Regions from separate parts of the Cyprinus carpio genome. Here region 2 is linked to region 1. A link is a contact called in public Hi-C data. All regions are on one chromosome and are shown on one strand. Each heading gives the region's core, a stretch centred on a gene start, on an enhancer-like site or on the middle of the called end of the contact. The rest is flanking DNA. Distances are from core to core; before and after follow the strand shown. Region 1 has its middle 4.7 kb from the start of LOC109058674. Region 2 has its middle 33 kb from the start of LOC109111567.

Region 1 (2,834 bases), core at 101-2,600:
AAACTCACTCACTTCAGAGCAGCAAGAGCACTCATCGTCAGAATGACTGTAACTAGATTGTTGGGAAGGAATCTGGCTGGGGTTTCCCACCAGTTCACATAAACACTGACGGGAGAGTAAGGAGAAAATCTGATTATTCAGGAATAATGATTTTTAATGTTTCTGAAGGAAGTCTCTTCGGCTCACTAAGGCTGCATTTATTTGATCAAAAATACAGTAAAATAGTGAAATATTATTACTGTTTTCTATGTGAATATACAGTAAAAAAAAATTATTTCTGTGATCAAAGCTGTATTTTCAGCATCATTACTCCAGTCTTCAGTGTCACATGATCTTCAGAAATCATTCTAATATACTGATTTGCTGCTCAAGAAACATTTCTGATTATTATCAGTGTTTAAAACAGTTGTGCTGCTTCCTGTTTTTGTGGAAACTGTGATACATTTTATTTTTCAGGATTCTTTGATGAATAGAAAGTTCAAAAGAACAGAATTTATTTAAAATATAAATATTTTGTAACATTATTCATGTCTTTACTGTCACTTTTGATCATTTTAAAACATCCTTGCTGAATAAAAGTATTGATTTCTTTAAAAAAGAGAATAAATCTTACGGACACAAAAGGCTGAATGGTAGTGTGCATTAAAAGTGTAAATCTATCAGGAAAAAGTCATGTTTACAAGTTCCCAGGCTGCTAAAATCACTGGATCTGACATGGTTTTTGACGTTTATGACATTGAAACTTGGTAGCAAATGAATGAGTTACGTTCAATAAAAAAGCAATACTTTGAAAAAAAAAAAAAACTGAAAGCTCAGAAAGTCACACATATTGTACACACATTTCTCAGTTATTGTACAAACATTTGCAGAAACTATTGTGCAATGATGCATCATGGGTTTCCGTTGAATCCTGCCCTAAAAAAAGTAACTTTTCATATCTGTCAGATGATTTTTCCTGTCTAAATGGGTCATTCTTGACCAGAACAAGCTGCAGAGTAAACCATTACGTATCTATCAAGAGCTGTACTGAAGGTTTTATGATGGACTGGGCCTCAGGATGCAGAAAACCACCAAAAGTACAAATAATCAGATCAGATCCCTGGAAAAACCAGCAAGAGTTTGAGATAATCAAGTGTCCCCTCAAACAGCAGCTTGTGTACGGGGCAGTTAAAAGGCGGGATTTTAAATCACTCTGCGCTGTGAGTGTTAGAAGGCGGGATTTTGATTAGAGTGAATTATTTTCTCTGCGTCTCTGCGGTTTGTTTGAGGGGAAAAAGGGTGTTACGGCTCCCCTGCTGCATTGTGGGTAGAGACGAGGTGACATAAAAATACCATCTGTGAGGGAATAACTCACGGACTCTGATAAAATAAAACACACACACATGGACATGGACAAAGACAAGGACCAGCAGCAGGAGCACTAATTTAGAGGTCGATGAATTCAAACACTCCTCCTGCTGCATTCATGCAATCACAAGAGCATCGCCATGGCAACCACAGACCCTCCTGTCCCCTACAAAATCATGTGATGCTTGTCATTCAGACGATGCCCTTTCATTCATAAAAACAACCTTAAATAACAAGACACAATTAATTGATCACATACTGGTTTGAACCAGTCTCCCAACACGACCAGCTGAAAAGTGCATAAAACACCTTTAAAACCAGCAAACAGAACAACAGGACTAGGCTGGTCCAGCTAAGACCAGGAAACCAGCTTAGGCTGGTCTATGCTTTTTTTTTTTGTGATGCAAAGAAAATTGAGTAACCAGAGTAAATTTCTTTTTTCAATGTATAGAAAATTGGGATGTAAAAATATATATATATAAAATGACAATTATAATAATACAGGGTCAAATTTCATTGCTAGAACTTTAATTAAGAGGAATTTTTGTCATCTTTGTCACAGTGTTGTTGTTGAAAATCATTTTTAAAAATCATATTAAAATTATCAAGCTCAAATAAGCTGATTAAGCATATTTTTCAGCATATTGTTATGTATAAATATAAGATAAAAATAATAAATAACTACTAATCAATAAATAAGTTAAATAAATAAATTTACATTAAAATAATGAACTAAAATTAAAATAATAATATAAAGCTAAACAGAAATATTGTATTTTAATACAAAAAATAAATATACATTACATTTTTAAAATATTTTAAATACAAGAAAAAAGCACATAATTAAACTACTAAAACTTAAACTAAAAAAAGTATTTATTAATCTTAAAAATATTAACTTCAACATTTAATAATACAATATTAAAATCAAAAAATTGTTTGTTAATATTATTCAATGGACCTGAGCTAACATGAACTAACAGTAAACAGTTATATTTTTATTAAGTTAGATTAACAAAGATTAATAAATACTGTAACAAAATTATTGCTCATTGTTAATTATTCATTTAATGAATTAAATAATTAATGATACCTTACAGTAAACTTTTATTATAAACGTTAAACATAAAAGAAAAGTAAATGAGAAAAATTATAATGCCTTGGCAACTAAATTAAATGTTTAAGTTAAAATTACTACACTGGAAGTGAAATAAATCATTAAAAGATAAAAATACAACAAAATGCATAAAAATTACAACAGCACATGACGAAATTACTAAGATTTAAACTAAAATATAAATATACTGAAAATTGAATCATAATACTCAAAATATTATAATTGCACAAAAAATATAAAAAATATAAAATAACACAATTTTTAAATTCGCGGTTAAGTAATAAGTAATTAAGTTGTGTTTATTAGACGCTGTATTATATCTCCTCTTGTGTGTGTGTGTGTGTGTGTGTGTGTGTGAATGTTGATTGCG
Region 2 (2,834 bases), core at 207-2,706, 45 kb after region 1:
ACATTCAAGGATGAGGAGCTCGACTGACATGCAGAACATCAAACTGGTGTAATCATTAGTGTGAGGGGATATATATACTTTTTTATTTCATTGTGCTTTCATATAATTTCCTACCATTCAATTAATGTACTCAATATCAATATTAATTCTAAGCATGATCTACTGCAGCCTATTGAATCATAACATACAGTATGTATCATGATGTGATGTGTATCATTATATTAAAAACATTACTTCCAAATTAATGTCCAAATTATGTGAAACCCTGTCCAAAATGTACTAATGAACTAATAATGCAACAATCCCTCAATAAGCCTAAGGAAAGTCAATTGAATAAAAGGTTGCAATTCAAATTTTGATGCAAGTTTGTTTGAGGGATTGTGTGGGATTTATACATTTATTTTTCCAAATAATCACACATTAAAAAAAATAAATAAATAAACATTTTCCCACATTGCTTGAATAATCTGCCTGCAAAAAAATACATAATGTAAAATAAAATGATGAAACAAACAAAAAATTGTTTAAATAAATCTGATATTACCATGGTACGCTGTCCAAAAAGTACAGAAATGCTCTAATATATGTACTAAAAATCATGTTCAATAAAAAATAAATATCATTACAATGGTACATCTCCAAAAAAACATAGTATTACTCTGGTACACACCCATAAAGTGATAAAAACAAAGCACATCTCCAAAAATAAACACAGTATTACTATGGGGCATACCCATAAAGCATGGTAAATATTTTGTAAATCTAATAAAAATTAAAATAAAAAAAAATATATATATCGAATTTATTGTTTTATATTTCCTTCATGTATTTTTCAAAGCAATGCTTATGCTCTGCAAACAATCCATACATTACAATACCACTATTTTATCATTTATTCTTATATACTAAATCTATATTTATATATAATACTTAGTGATAACTTTTGTTGATTGAAATAGCTGAGCTTGTAGAATAACACAAACTGTCATCAAATCCTGCTGCTGTACCCTTGATAAACAGAAACTCTGTGTAAAACACAACACAATGGGTTTGTGCTGAAGTAGTGTGGCATAAACTTTAGAAACTGACGTCAACATAAACCTCCGAAGTCACTAGATTCGATCCAATGAATCCGACGCGCGTCACAATCAGCGCGCACACATATCGGATCCAAATCCATCAGATTTAGAGCAGTATTCCTCATGAAGGCATGGCACGGTCGATCCAGCACAGGAACGCTCATATTAATGGTTTACAGTGACAGTTTGTTTCTTTCTAACAGATGTGTGAAGGCATGAATGCGCGCTACTCACTCGTTTATTGTGAGATCGTCTGCGGTGATATTCCAGAAGCCGCTTTTCCCGTCTTCTCCAATCGATCCTCTCTCATTCCTGCTTTTCATTCCCTCTCATTCCAACATGGCTGACGGGCAGAACCCAGCCCACTCCTGCTCCACACACACACACACACATACACACTCCTCCCAGTCCCGAATGAATGAACACCGCTGGAGTCGCGCACCAGACTTTGGCCACTGGCGCCGGGTTAGTCCGATTCATTTAGCGAATCGATTCGCTCGAACGGTCAAATGAACGCTCTCGCCGATTCTTTTGAATTCAAATGTATACGACCTTAAAGGGCTAGTTCACCAAAAAATTATAATTCTGTCATTGTGTGTAAGAATGTCGGTAAAACAGTCCATGTGACATGAGTTGCTTTTTGTGCACAAAGAAAACAAAAATAACAATTTTTTCAACAATTATTCTTTCAGAGTTACTATCTTCTACCATTTTGGAGAGTATCAGGATGCAATTATTCTACATTAACTGAAATAATAAATAACTGCAAATAATTTTATTCAGATCGGGACTTCAAATTGCGTATCGCAAATCAATTTATTTAGGTTGGGACTTCGGAGCGGGTTCGCAAATCATTTGATTCAGATTGAAATTTCGCAGCTGGTTCGCGAATCATTTCGTGAATTGGTTGATTGAGATCTGCGCTCCGAAGTCATGATCTGAAACATTGGTTCGCGTATCATTATTCAGATAGGACCTCTGGGATCGTGAATCATTCGATTTAAAGGGTTAGTTCACCCAAAAATGAAAATTACCCCATGATTAACTTACCCTCGAGCCATCCTAGATGTATATAACTTTCTTCTTTTAGACAAATACAATCAGAGTTATATTAAAAAAAAAACAACTTCCTGGCTCTTCTAAGCTTTATAATGGGAGTGGATGGTAGCCCATCCGCTGGACACCACTCTCTCGTGAACGCGCATATGACAGTTAGCGGAAGCTAGAGATTAATATTTATTAAGTTGTAAATATGGATATTTTTCTTACACAAACGCATCATGTTGCTTCAGAAGGCCTTTATTAACCCACCGGAACCGTGTGGAGTTCTTTTATAATGGATTGGTTAAATTCTTTGGACTTCATGGGTTAATTTTCATTTTTGGGTGAACTATACCTTTAAATCAGAGCTCAGAGCGGGCTCGCGAATCTTTTGATTCAGATCTGAACTTCGAGGTGCGGAACGCGAATCATTCAGAACTGCGGAGCAGGTTCGCGATTCATATCGCAAATTCAGATGGGTATCATTTGAATTAGATCGGAACTTCGGAGCGGACTCGCGAATCTTTTGATTCAGATTGGGACTTTGGCGCTCGTATCGCGAATCTTTTTTTCTGATTTCTTTTTTTATTAAACAGTATATCAAATATCAAACTAGACAGTACAGTAATAAAACCAAATCAAAGAAAAAATAAAGAAAGTGCATACAAATACAAAATGAACCATGGTTTTACTATAGTAGATTATCTTCTTCCT

The links. A called contact is a pair of places that touch in the nucleus more often than the background predicts.
Region 2: a Hi-C map of skeletal muscle shows a contact between it and region 1, with 4 times the contacts expected there. The contact joins two enhancer-like sites. A contact is called at or near these places in 7 of 8 Hi-C or Micro-C datasets (liver, red blood cells and skeletal muscle).

The regions. Positions count from the first base shown.
Region 1 is chrB19:25,782,786-25,785,619 of ASM1834038v1, forward strand. No RefSeq gene overlaps it. Among protein-coding and RNA genes, the nearest start is that of LOC109058674, 4.7 kb to the left of the region's middle. Within about 2 kb of position 1,351, at least 1 of the 8 cell types and tissues checked has an H3K27ac peak or open chromatin away from gene starts, as enhancers often do.
Region 2 is chrB19:25,827,730-25,830,563 of ASM1834038v1, forward strand. No RefSeq gene overlaps it. Among protein-coding and RNA genes, the nearest start is that of LOC109111567, 33 kb to the left of the region's middle. Within about 2 kb of position 1,457, at least 7 of the 8 cell types and tissues checked have an H3K27ac peak or open chromatin away from gene starts, as enhancers often do.